3 separate regions of the Mus musculus genome follow, and regions 1 and 2 are each linked to region 3. Evidence: chromatin contacts called from public promoter capture Hi-C data. All regions are on one chromosome and are shown on one strand. Each heading gives the region's core, a stretch centred on a gene start, on an enhancer-like site or on the middle of the called end of the contact. The rest is flanking DNA. Distances are from core to core; before and after follow the strand shown. Region 1 overlaps Hadh (hydroxyacyl-Coenzyme A dehydrogenase). Region 2 overlaps Sgms2 (sphingomyelin synthase 2). Region 3 overlaps Sgms2 (sphingomyelin synthase 2).

The links. Promoter capture Hi-C pulls out the DNA fragments that hold promoters and counts their contacts. Capture Hi-C pulls out chosen DNA fragments and counts their contacts.
Region 1: a contact with region 3 is called in a promoter capture Hi-C map of liver, with 2.3 times the contacts expected there. The contact joins two enhancer-like sites. A contact is called at or near these places in 1 of 39 promoter capture datasets (liver), 1 of 115 datasets of contacts at active chromatin or transcription factors (memory CD8 T cells) and 1 of 9 other capture datasets (adipose tissue).
Region 2: a contact with region 3 is called in a promoter capture Hi-C map of liver. The contact joins two enhancer-like sites. A contact is called at or near these places in 5 of 39 promoter capture datasets (the C10 cell line, the HPC-7 cell line, cranial neural crest and 2 more), 1 of 15 datasets of contacts at CTCF or cohesin (the NIH/3T3 cell line), 3 of 484 Hi-C or Micro-C datasets (bone marrow-derived macrophages, embryonic fibroblasts and embryonic stem cells), 14 of 115 datasets of contacts at active chromatin or transcription factors (bone marrow-derived macrophages, double positive thymocytes, embryonic fibroblasts and 8 more) and 3 of 9 other capture datasets (adipose tissue, liver and pancreatic islet).

What each region holds. Positions count from the first base shown.
Region 1 is chr3:131,244,308-131,248,520 of GRCm38.p6, reverse strand. Hadh (hydroxyacyl-Coenzyme A dehydrogenase) reads left to right here. Exons shown (of 8, transcript NM_008212.4): 3 at 1-105; 4 at 3,235-3,361. Among named protein-coding and RNA genes, the nearest start is that of Hadh, 26 kb to the left of the region's middle. Within about 2 kb of position 2,515, at least 48 of the 459 cell types and tissues checked have an H3K27ac peak or open chromatin away from gene starts, as enhancers often do. A contact at or near this core is called in liver, where this site is marked.
Region 2 is chr3:131,463,498-131,467,896 of GRCm38.p6, reverse strand. The region is part of intron 1 of Sgms2 (sphingomyelin synthase 2); the gene reads left to right. Among named protein-coding and RNA genes, the nearest start is that of Sgms2, 25 kb to the left of the region's middle. Within about 2 kb of position 2,151, at least 39 of the 459 cell types and tissues checked have an H3K27ac peak or open chromatin away from gene starts, as enhancers often do. A contact at or near this core is called in lineage negative bone marrow cells and liver, where this site is marked.
Region 3 is chr3:131,345,173-131,349,799 of GRCm38.p6, reverse strand. All of the region lies in intron 1 of Sgms2 (sphingomyelin synthase 2), which reads left to right. Among named protein-coding and RNA genes, the nearest start is that of Cyp2u1, 44 kb to the right of the region's middle. Within about 2 kb of position 1,394, at least 28 of the 459 cell types and tissues checked have an H3K27ac peak or open chromatin away from gene starts, as enhancers often do. A contact at or near this core is called in lineage negative bone marrow cells and liver, where this site is marked.

The DNA of each region.
Region 1 (4,213 bases), core at 1,266-3,765, 100 kb after region 3:
TGCGGCATCCGTGGTGCACAGCACAGACCTGGTGGTGGAGGCCATTGTGGAGAACCTGAAGCTGAAGAACGAGCTGTTCCAGAGGCTGGACAAGTTCGCTGCAGAGTACATAGCTGAATTTTTTTTTTTTTTGGTTGGCTTCTGAAAGCTCCTTCTCTGACTCTTGAGCCTCCCTTCCCGACAGTAGGCCTGCCTCTCTGCTACCTAACACTTCTCTGTCTTAGTTAGGGCTTCTACTGTTGTGAAGAGACACCATGGCAGTGATAACTCTTGTAGAGGAAATATTTACTTGGGGCTGGCTTGCAGTTCAGAGGGTTGGTCCATTATCATCATGGCGGGAAGCCTGGTGGCCTGCAATCATGTGGTGCTGCACAGGTTCCTGAAAGTTTTATATCAGGATCTTCAGACAGCAGGAAGAGGGAGCCACGAGGCGTGGCTTGACCATTTGAAACCTCAGAGCCCCCTCCTCCCAGTGAGCTTTGACACACCTTTTCCTCTAAGGCCACACCTCCAATAATCCACTCTCTTTGAGTGTATAGGGGCTGTTTGCATTCAAACCTCTGCCATTCTGGATCCTGAGAGGGGCAGGAGCAAAAGGGACCTCAGGCTGCGGTAGGCACAATGAGAACAGACTCTCTGGAGGCAGCTTTCGTGAGACAGCTCATTTAATGTGGGGAACAAAGGCTACTTAAACCTTTGGACAGTGGGTAGCCGCTTTTGGGGTGGGCCTGGGCCAGAACTCTAGAGATGTCTCTTTTAAATAAGGAGGAATTCCAGGTGCCATTGGACGTGACCTTATAAGGCAAGAGGCAGTTCAACCTGGCTACTGGGCTGTGTGACCTCCACCAGGGGGCAAACTGTGAGGGCACAGGGCTATGTGCACGGGGACAGACACAGGCAGGACAGAGAGGAGGAGATTTCCAGGCTTGGACTCGCCTCAACCCCACTCTTGCTCTGGGCCGGCTCACCACAGCTCCATGGCTCCCTGGACCCCCCAGCCTCCGTCACCTCTTTGCAGAACTACTGGGTTTCATCCTGTGTTCCTTGTGCACATGAGGGGTATAACTGCCCATGTCCAGTGTCACACCTGTGTGTTTCCTGCAGTCATTGTGGGACACGGGGAAAGTCTTTTTTTTTTAAAAACAGATTTATTTATTTATTATATGTAAGTACACTGTAGCTGTCCTCAGACACTCCAGGAGAGAGCATCAGATCTCGTTACGGATGGTTGTGAGCCACCATGTGGTTGCTGGGATTTTGAACTCAGGACCTTTGGAAGAGCAGTCGGTGCTCTTAACCGCTGAGCCATCTCACCAGCCCCGGGGGAAAGTCTTAAATAAATGCCTGCTGGGGAGTTCAGAGCGGACCAGACAGAAGGCAAAGCGCCTTTGTGCCATTTTGAACACTTTTCTGTTTTCAATTTTATTTGGGTTTAATTGGAACCCGCTTGAGGGCATTCAGTGAACACCAGGCTTCCTGGGAAGGACAGCAGGAAAGGCAGCCATAGCAGGGTCATGGAGGAGTTGCCAGGCTTGTAAAATGGTACATAGGTAACACTGTAGGGTCACACTCTAGGACCGCCTCTTAGTGTTTGACTCTTAGCTTTTGGCAGTTATGATGACTGGCTGGTTCACTGCCGCGTGCTTATGCCCACGTGATGTGTCTATGGCCCATGGCCGACTTGGCCACACTTCCCTTCTTGGTTAGACTGGAATGGAGTAAAGTTACAAGCAAAAGTCATTTTTAGGGAAGCACCGGTGACCCGTGGCTGAAGGAAACACTTGCACATCAGCTTATGGGGCTGTAAACCCTCAGGTGTGTGTCCTGGTGACCTTCTTGTCCCCTGTACAGCACTCTGCTGGTCATGTGCATTTAGCGCTTCAGAAACAGGACAAAGAGGACACCTGGTACTGGGGTTTGTCTCTCAAGTCAGCACAGAGCCTGGGAAGGCCATCAAACCAAGGCCAGTAACAACAACGTGACTTCACTGTTCTCCTGAAGCAGTCTGACCTTGATGCGAGGTCACCTAGTGGCAGTGAGCATCCAACGCCCCCTGGTGTCAGTGGAGGGTAAGGAGAGGATGGGGGAGGGGCAGTCGGGAGGCTAGGCCAGCTCTACCTTACCTGGGGATGGCCCAAAGTTTCCAGCCTGTGACTGAAGGGTCTTGAGGTAGAAGATTTCAAAGACCTTCCCAGTTGGTACCTTGGATTTTTAAAAAGCCCGCCCCAGAGGTTGGATCTGTTAGTGCCTGACCTTAAGCCTCGGATACCTTCGTCCCTTACCTACCTACCCACTTAGTCTACACACACACACCAAAGACGGTCTTCTTCTGTAGTCCAAGGTGACAACCTCCAACCCACAATCCTGCCTCAGCCACCCAGGTACTAGGTGTATATGTGTATTTGGATACTCACAGGCGTCTCTCTTTTCCAAATTACTGATTTCTTTTTGCCCCAGCTGGTTTCTTCCTGCCAGCCCCTGACTTTGGTCAGCAACCCTAGAGAGAATATGGTCAGTAGGGGCCACTGTCCTTGGGTAGTAGGACCAGATCCAACTGTGCTAAAGGGCATCCTACTGGTTTGTAAGTTATCCACAAGGTGGCGCTGTAGGAACGGGATTTGCCTTGGTGCCTTTGGCAGCCTCACTTTATTTCTGGTCTTAGCAGATGAAGTTTTGAGAAGAGAATTGGATTTGGTCTCTGACAGTATGTGATTTGCAAGTTGATAAGTTAAGGTTCTATATGCATAAAATAAGACAAGTGTGTTTTCAGGATAGCCTGTAAAACGGAGGTCTGTGAACATGTGTTTTGTGTGTGTGTGTGTGTGTGTGTGTGTGTGTGTACTCTTCTGTCCCAGGTTGTCTGAGACTAAACTTCCCTTTCGGCCATGTTCAAAGCCTGTGTCTTCATTTCCATTCTTGTCTAATGACCAGGTTAAAGCTCTGCACTAGAGGGGGAACTGTTCTATGCTCCTGGGGGCGCAGCTGTGTTTCTCTGAGGATTGTTTACAGTTTCAAGTGTCTGATCACTTCACTGTGCCACGTCTGGTAGATGTGGGGATTTAAATAGAAAACGCAGTCGCTTGGTTTCAGCCTCTCCTGTTGCTGCACCTTCTGACTGACTTCCTCAGCGGGACATGCGGTGGGGTGGGGAGTGGTGGTAGGTCTGCCTCGGGCACCGGGATGATACGGTGCCGTGATGCTGACAATGGGCTCCCGTGTTTCTTCTCTCCACAGACACACCATCTTTGCCAGCAACACGTCTTCTTTGCAGATCACAAACATAGCCAATGCCACCACCAGACAAGACCGATTTGCTGGCCTCCACTTTTTCAACCCCGTGCCTATGATGAAGCTTGTGGAGGTCAGTGGGCATCTGGTCCTGATGTTGCGTGACACGTAACCGGAACCTGGAAGGTCGATACAAAAAAAAAAGCCCCCTTTGTATATCGGTTGTCACAATTGTCCTCTTCAGGAGAGGAAGAAAGGGCAGCTCTTATCTTGGAAGGCTCCTCTACTTTGTTTTTTGTTTTGTTTTGTTTTGTTTTTTTTATGTGCCTGTGTCAGGGCCAATGACAGTGCTGACAGGGACATCAGACTGGGAGGAACACGAGGTCACTGACATGATGAGAGAGACAGGGGAGACCCATACACCTTCATACCGTCTTGCTGAGGTCAGCTTGCTCCATGCTGGAGATACGCAGGTCTTCTCTGACATGGGGTTCTAGCTCGCCTGTCACTCCTGGTGGGAATTCTGGTCCCATGCAGCAGCCCTTCACTACTGTCTCAGCGAGGCACAGTTCCATGCTGTGATCAGAGCTATTAAAAGCAGCTTCCTGCAGTCTTGAGCCTCCTGACCTCAAAGGCGAGTGGTAGAGAGTAGGGGCCAGGCAGGGCTTGCCGGCCTTCCTGTTTGGATTGCTTCTGCTCTCTTGCTGGGAAGCTCAGTGGAGGGAGATGGAGTCAGGATAGACAGTTGGCACCTAACATGTGGTGGCTTGCCCTTTATAGGGGTTAATTAGAGGGTCTCTGGGAGCGACTGCCATTAAAGCAGCATTTGGTCTGAGGTTGGGGAGTTATTGCCGTGCGAAGTGTGGGGGACGCTGTGCTGTGGAGCCAGGCAAACTTCCAGACACTGGCTGGGGCTGCCCTCAGGCTTGTTGATGGCTGCCCTCTCTGTTAGCCCTTTGCCTTCTGTCTCCCGCACTGCTGATGC
Region 2 (4,399 bases), core at 902-3,401, 120 kb before region 3:
AGCACGACCCTGTCTGGGTTAGCATGCACATGGGCCCTGGGGGAGGGCCATCCCCGTAATCTTGTGCTAATGTAGGTGGTGACCGTGTCTCATCTGATGCTGTGGGCTAGTTCATAATCTGTGTAAAGGAAATGAAGGAAAGGGGGAAAGGGTGGGCAGCTTGGGTCATCAAGTTCCTGGGAATGCAGCAGAGGCCTTTATGCAAACAGAAGTTTTACCAGGTAGGCAGCATTAAAGATATGAAGGTAGATAGATGGATGGATAGATAGATGGGTGGATAGATGGATGGATAGATGGATAGATAGATAGATAGATAGATAGATAGATAGATAGAGACTTATTGAATATTGATCTTTGGACTAACCACCCTTGATTAACCGTTTCTCACAAGATAATGTCCACGATGACTCGTCTGTTTGCTAATCATCAAAGTCATTTAATGTCCCTGCCAGAAGTGAAGTAAAGAGACCATGTGTCTCAATTTGACTATCAGACTACTGCAACAATGAACCCAAAGACATGAGATTTCCCTATGAATCTCAATGTTGGGGGAAGGAAAGGGCTCCAACTGGAGGAGACTTTATCTCCTGGAAAGTCATTTCACCCAGCTCTGACAACTCACCAGATCACCTCATAGAATGAAACTCAAGTTCAGACAGCGAGGGGTTAAGGGTGGATGGGACCACCCCGACTGGACCTAAGAGACAGATCTGAGGAATTCAACTAGTTCTCTTTGTCCCTCTCCCCATTGTAACCTTATTGAAGAAATCTTTTTTCTTTCTACTATATTTTAGACAGTTTTTAACAACTCATTTATTTGTGTGTGTATGCGTGTGTGTGCTTGCGCGTGCGTACGTTTATCTGCATCACGTGCATCCTGGTTCCCCCGTGGGCCAGAAGGTGGTGTGGATCTCCTGGTGCTGGAGTGGCTGTGAGCTGCCCCGTGTGAGTGCTGAGAATAGCCCGGTTCCTCCACAAGAGCCATAAGCTCCCTAACCACTGAACCATCACTCAGCCCCTCTCAGCTTTCTGGTTTTAATTTAACGATTTGAATTGGGTTACTGAGGGCAGAAGACAACTTGTAACCCTCAGGTTAGATAACAGTCTCAACCTTCCCCTCTTTCGCTGACCCTGCTATCTAAGGGGAGAGGTAGACCCTGGCTATGTATGATTCAAGGCCAAGCGTGTCTGAGTTGCCCTGACAGCCCAGTTGTGTCCAGTGACCACCTGACAGTCCATTGGAACTTGTGTGGACCCAACTCCCCCAGCAGGCCCTCCCCCAGTCCCTCCCCAGTCCCCTCCATCATCTCCAGATGAGCCTGCCCACCCGCACTCATGTTCATAACACCAGGCTTCTGAGTGTCTTGTGCCATCTTCCTTTACCTTACTCAAAATCCAGTTGCAAAATCTCCTCCTGCCCACAACTCACTTCTGGTTTTCCTCTTCCCTTTTCTCCGGTTATTCCTGCTGTCTTAGTTTTTAATTTCCGTTTGGACAGCAAATAGCGCTGAGGTCCCGAGAGCTCCATTTCTTTACTTCCATTGCGCTGACACACGCCCTCCCTCCGGAACTTAAGGATGTGAAAGTTTCCCGTGTGAAATACATCTCTATAAATCTGCCACCATGGTTCGTTTTTGGGGATTCCTTTGAAGGAATGTTGGAGCCTTGCAGGGCATAGATGTCTGAGATGGATGTTGCTGAAGCCATGTTAACCCCAGAAGAAGCAAATTGCTCTAACTAGTGAGAAGGCCCAGCAAGAAACATCTCAGAAACCTTACAAGGATAAACAACAGGGCTGGGACTGTAATGGGCTGTGGGTAACTACAGGAAGTGGATTGCTAACCAAGGGAATGTAGCAGATACGGTCCTGCATGCGGGGAGGGAGACCCATAGCTCTTAAATCCTTGAAGGGCAGAATTCAGTCAAGAGCCAGTTTAATAGAAGTTTATTTAGCTAAGATATGGTTAAGTTAGAATAGCTAAACAGCCTTCTAAAGAGGGGTTGTCATGCACTACCCCAAGACAGACAGCAGCCCATGGGTTCTGTGTAAGGATTTTGGCATTTTATGGATATGTATGAGGTGAGCGCTAATGCATCCAGGCCCTCTGGGCCTAAGTGCACAAGTGTCACAAGCCACTGGAAAGCCTTGCCAAGCAATGCCAGCAGGAGGAAGCCAGAGTCCTGCTGTCAGGGGTCAAGGCAGCTTGAATCACAGTCACAGCCTTTCCTCTTGATGGTCAGCTCTACTACCTCATACCCAGCTGCTAGCCCTTTAATTTACCTTCCTCTGTGTTCCCAACCTCCCTGTTCTAACCCTACCATCTTAACATTTATTTTATTTAAACATGTGTTTTTACTGTAATTTAATTACCTTCAAGACAGAGCTCTATCATGTATAAGGAGTCGAGAGTCCTCGTTCTTGGATGGTTAGTGCAGTGTTTGTTTATCCTGCTGAGATACTTAGAGCAACCATCTCATACTTGTTAACCTGGTGGGTTAAACATACCACTGGATTCCCTCTGGCTTAGAATCCATATTTGCTGATATTACTCTGTCCCTGCCAAAGATCTCCTCTACCTGGGCAGAAGGGACCCACGGGTAAATTTGTTTCTCTCTTCATATTTAGTAATTCTTTCTTGACTCATTTTTACTTTGAGCTTCATTTCTCTTTCTCTGTTTTGGTTTTAAAAAGCTGTATTATGTAGCCCAGGCTGGCCTTGGGTTTCCGATATAGCCTTTGAACTCCCGGTCCGACATCCTCTCTCCCTTCCAAGTGCTAGGGTGACTGGTATGTCACTGTGCTTGGCTTCACATCTGGTTTCAAACACAGGCTTTATTTTTTATTTAAGGAAGAGTAGCAGTCATAGTGAGAATCCGTACTTTAAATCTCTCAACTATGTAATTAAGCTATATTTAATCAGAGCGGTGGGCCACCTCAATGCTTGGTGGTAGGACCACAAGTGGCATCTTGCTGAAAAGAAAACTTTTAATAAGCTGGACTGAGAATTTTTATTTCTTCAGCAGCATGGGTTCTCTAACATGTAGTGAAGACAAGGAAACTGAGGCTTACTGTTTCAGTCCTCAGTGTATGGTGATGACTGGGTGCTTCTGTAGAGACGTGCTGTGGCTGCCATGTTTGGAAGTCTGTCTTGGAAGCTTTCTTCCCGCCTTTCTCATTCTTTCCCTTTTCTTCCTTTTCTTCGTCTGCAGGTGTGTTGTCTCTTTTTCTTTTTAGTTATGGTAGCAGCCCTTGTTTAAGAAAACTTGGTTCCTGACTAAGAGGAATGTGTAAATAATTTATAAATTGGTGTTCTCTGTAGTCATCTTGATATTTACACATGAAGCTTTCAAGAGACAGGAGAGGGGACTGACGAGATGGCTCAGTGGTTGCGAGCACTTGCTTGTCTTACAGAGGACTTAGGCTCAGTTCCCAGCACCCACCTCAGGCACGACTCTCAAGCATCCGTGATCCTAAGGGAATCTGCTGACCACTGCAGGCACGCATGTGGTGAACATACATACATGCCTGCAGGCAAAACACTCATGCATATAAAGGAAAATAACAAAATCTAAACCAAGGAAAAGAAACGGGGTATAGGGAGACACCTAACGTTGTTCTCTAACCACGAGGATATCAGGAACCTCTTACCAGTCACAATATCACATGGTACAGGAATGTTCAATTATCCCCTTGTATTTACCACAACACAAGTGGGGTTTTTTTAGCTATTGTGCACTTAATTAGTGTGCTTTTCACTGTCGCTAACAATGTCCTGGTAAATATGTTCCTCTAAATTTTGTTCATATTTGTAAAACCTAAGACTTATTTTATTTTACAGCTGAATAGCAGCTTGATAGTTTGGGGTTACTTAATGACTAATTATTATGTGAGAAATAGTAATTTCTAAAAATTTGAGTCTCTCTGCTCACCAGTCAGATTAAAAACATGTTCAGTTCCAGTGTTGAAATGGGGTTTCCCCCTCTTGTAAAGATTTCTGGATGTTTGTTAAAAATGTCAAATAGTTTACTTTTCGCTGTTAGACTTTGGGACATTCTTGCGGCTTCTAACTTTTTTCCTCTGAAGGGTTTAGAAGGTTGTATCTAAGCACAATTTTGTGCCAAGGAGGGAAAAGCCAGACTGAGCCAGGGAGGGCGCAGACACTGGAGAAAGCAGGGGCCGTAGGCCACGGACTGGTAATCTCGCCCAAAGCCTTCTCTCTGGGCTTTAAACATGAAGAGATGATGGGTGGCCTCCTGTTCCTGGGATGGTTCAGACGCACAGTCTATGTTGGGCAGAGTGAAGTACAGTGTAGCCTTTCAAGATATTTTAAATTTCAGAGTTTATAATTAGGAAACACTGTGTGAGTTCTTTATACAATTTTACCCAGACCATATCCAT
Region 3 (4,627 bases), core at 145-2,644:
CATTGCAGCTGTGAGCTCTGTGTTATTCTTCAGGAGTTTCATGGGGACGTGAAGCTCAAAGTTAGGATGTCCTGCTCTTTAAGCTTCAAGTCAGGAAATCTTCCATCCATCCGGATCCTGTTAACATAGAATAATAATATACCTGTATTATAAATTTAACACAGTGACTTATTAATTAAACTAAATTCAATTAATGTGGTGAATATAGATGCTAGGCAAGCTGTTAGCAATTTCCTTTTGCTCTCCCAAAACGACTGTGTGTGTGCGCGTGTGGTGTGTGTGTGTGTGTGTGTGTGTGTGTGTGTGTGTGTGTGTTGTTTTCTAGTGCTGGGGATTGAACCTTGGGTCTCCCTCGTGCTGAGCAAGAATTCTGCCCTTCAGTTCCATGCCTAGCCTCAATATTGATATTTGCTATTTAGAGAACTTTCCTATGCGCTTATGTCTCTATGGTGGGAAAAACAAACAAACAAAGAAAAGCAAGCCTGATATTTGTTGCTTGGTCTTTTCATTGGCTGTATCGCTCACCTATTAGAATGTCCTACCCTGGAGTCAGTCGTGTGCCGTAAGAAAGGAAACCTCCTGAGGTCAGAGTCCTGGCATAAATCTGCCCGTCCATGCATGTGACGCCTTCATGATAAGGTTTATTAACTGGGTAAATACAGCTTTAAAAATATATCTAAGTTTATGTGTGTGCTTTAGTGTTTAAAAGAATTTAATCTATTAAAGATAGATGCTAAACCTCCATCAGGTTTAAGATTTGCTGTTTCCTTTCTGACCTTGGGCAACTCGCTTTGCCTCTTTTCTTTTTTCTCTTTTCTTTTTTCTTTTTTTAAATTGAGCTTACAATATTTCCTAGGGTAGTTGTGAGTGGTTAAAACAGACACCAACAAAGTACCTGACACGCAAGTAAGCTTTGCTTGAATCGGTTGCATTTTCTAGCTATTTAACAATGCCTGCTTCTGTAATGGCTTTCTGGTGACTAATGAGTTTTCCTTGGTCAGGTTTGACAAAGTTTTGGGGCTATTGAAACCTCAGTAGGTTCTTTGTTTCATTTCCTTAAGATCTAAGCTTAAACTGTAGAGTCTCCTGCACCATAGAGCTCGGTATGAACATGTGCTTGTTTGTAATTTCAGTTTTCTGTAGGATCAGGTTTTCTCTGATGGAGGTTTAGCATCTATCTTTAATACATTTAAATTCTTTTAAACATTAAAGCTCACACATAAACCTAGATAAGATTTTTTAAAGCTGTATTTACACAGTTAATATGCCTTATCATAAAGGCATCACATGTATGGCAGGGCAGATTTACAGGTCTAATAAACAGAGCCTTTCTCGACCTTGGACTTTATGCCACATCGCCTCTACAAATGTGTTTACCCAGCTTCCCATCAGTCCTGCTGAAGGAGGCCCTTGGGAGTGGGTGGCCTTCCAAAGTCCTACCTTAGCTTGCCACCCGACTCTGTATCCCATGCCCCCTTTCCCAATTTGTTTATTGTATACCCCCTGCTAGGAATTGCTGATGCTCTACTGTCTGTCTAGGTTGAATTCCCACTTAGCTATATGCTGTACTAGTTTAGTAATTATGTATCTCTTTGGTAAGCTTACAGTTATTAAACACGTTTGCCCTCCCTTATCCTAAGCCTAGGATCAGAAAGGTTTCTAGTGGGGGTGGGGGGGAGGCCATAAGGGTGGAGAGAGAGAGAGAGGTCAGCCCTGCCTTTAAGGATGCTTGCTGCCTTTAAGACAACTGACATTAAGCCAGTCACAACGGCTTGTTAACTGCAGCTGCAGGGGATCTGTCGCCCTCTTGTGGCCTCTCTAGGCACCTGCACACATGTAGCATACACATTAATCAAAGCAATTTTTTTTTTTTTTAATGCTTTGGATTGGGTATTTTTTTTTTTTTATTTTGGAACATTAGTATATACATGATGATGTTTCTCAGAGGTGGAATCCCAGCCTAACTCTAAATTTATTTACTCTTCTATGTACCTTACATATGCAACTGGGGGTGATTTTATACAGTATTTTAATAGTTTTATACAGGAACCAAATGTCTGTGCATTGAACCATGAGAGTTATGGAGTCATGAGAATGCTCAAGATTATTTAGAGTGTTTTCAATATTTCAGAGTTTTTCAGATTAGGAGGAGTCAACCTATCCAACCATCTCACCACACAGTATTTTTTTTTTGACAGTGAGGGAATCCACAATTCTGTGGATTTGTCCCGTATGTTCACGATTTAGCTATTTGCAAACTTTTCTTATAAGTGGATATTGAAAATAATACTTTGTATGCTTCTTATTTCACTGGGAGGCAGGGGCACTGTGTACGCTAAACCCTCAACATAGGAATCAGTGAAAGTGTGAAATGGCAGTCGCTTCGTGTGGTACAACAGCACGGACCTATGCCATTGCCAATTTTAAATTCCTATTTCAGAACTCTTCAGAGTATGGAGAAAGCCTACTGGGATTGTTAAAATGGAATGACTAAATGGTGTATGAATACGACAGCATCAAACCCTTACCTGCATACCTACCAGACAGTATCAAACCCTTACCTGCATACCTACCATCGTCGCCTCCTTCCTTCAGGGGTGGTTGGTCTTTCTTTTCTTTTCTGATCAGTGCTGTTCTCTTCATATCAATTCCAAATATTGTCTCTTAATTATGAGATTTTGAGGACAGTTTTGTCCTTTGACGTGGGGTACAAATCCAGTAGCTTGAGGTCAGGTAATAAGCATATTTATATTAGGTTTTCAAAGCTGATTATTTTATAGGGTGTGTCATAAAACATGCATGTGCATTTAATTTGTAAATAGATCTTCCGGTTGGCTGATGTGTGCGTGAGAAGTCTGCTTTCACGTGTACATGGTTTGTGCCTTTCATTAACGTCTCCGTTGCTCACTTGCCTTGGTGTGCTGGATAGCTTGATGCCAGCTTGACACATGCTAAAGTCACGTGAAAGGAGCCACCCTCAGTTAGAAAATGCCTCCCTCATATTGGCCATAGGCAAGCCTATAAGGAATTTTCTTTTTCCTTTTTTAAGATGTTATTTATTTTATGTTTATGAGTACACTGTGGCTGTCTTCAGACACACCAGAAGAGGCATCAAATCCCATTATAGAAGGTTGTGGGCCACCATGTGGTTGCTGGGATTTGAACTCGGGACCTCTGGAACCACTAAGGCATCTTTCCAGCCCGGGGGATTTTCTTAATAGTGATTGATGGGGGAGGGTCTAGCCCATGTGAGTAGTGTCATTCCTGGTCTGGTGGTCCTGGGTTCTATAAGAAAGCAAACTGAGCTAACCATGAGGAGCAAGCCAGTAGCAGAAACCCCATCACCACCACCAAATGTGGTCTCTGCATCAGCTCCTGCCTCCCGGTTCCTTCCCTGCCTGAGTTCCTGTCCTGACTGCCTACAGAGTCACTTATTACACTTCTATAATGTAGAAGTGTAAGCCAAATAAGCTCTTGGTTTACTGAGTAGAAGACTGTTCAGTAGTTAAAAAGGACAGACATGAGATGTAGGAACCCAGTATCTGATGTATAATTTAACCAGGGATTCTAAAGTTAGCAGTGCAAAGCCAAGCAGCAATGAGATGCATTCCACAGGATATCACGTCTCATAAAACACAGCTAAGCGTGATGTTGACACCGAGAGAGCATAGCGGTACTACTCCAGTTCCTGGCACTGGATACCTTTACCAGCAAAATAAATACTGAAATTGATCAAATGTCCCTGTTGCTTCACTCCATTACTTAAAAAAAAAATTGTGTGTATAGGTGGTGAAAAGCATGTACGTACCTGTACCATATGTATGCAGGTATGCACAGAGGGCTTTGGGTCTCCTGGAACTGGTGTCTCGAGTGGTTGTGTGCCAGTATGGGTGCTGGGAAACAAACTCAGGTCCTCTGCAAGAGTAGCAGATGCTCTTAACTGCAGAGCCCTAGCTCCAAGATGATCATCAGTTACAAGTGTGCTTCTGGGAGTGGGGCTGGAGAGGCAGAAGGCTCGGCGGTTAAGACCTCTGCTTGCTCTTCTAGAGTACCTCTGTTCAATCCCCGTTTTTACACAGTGACTCACACTGTTCATAACTCCAGTTCCAATGGATCTGATGCTCTCTTTTAGCCTGCTTGGCCACCAGGGACGTGCATGACACACAGGCATGCATGCAGGCGAAACACCCATACATAGAAGATAAAAAATTGCTTCTGGGTTATTTTACTATAATCCCTTCCTAATTTTAAACAGTACTTAAGTTTCTGTACTATGTCCTACTTTGTAGTTAAAACATCAATAGAGTCAGTGTGCTAAAAACAAATCTCTGCTCCTTGCATTTGCTTTCACGAGGGCATTAGATGGGCTTGTAAAGACCTTAGACTACTTCGGTGTTATCTAGGTTACATGGTGCTCAGAGAGATTGTCGATAGTTTGTGGCCTGGAGTGGTAACCCAAGCAGGTGAATTTCCACCCAAAGAGGAACCAGGATGGCTTTTGTCATTTTCTCAGGCGGTGATAGGAAAGGATAATTATAAGAATGTACAGGGCATAGTCATTGTCTTCACAATGAACACTGAGTCTGGAGGTTGGATAACACAGATGAATACGGTGTGTATTTAACCT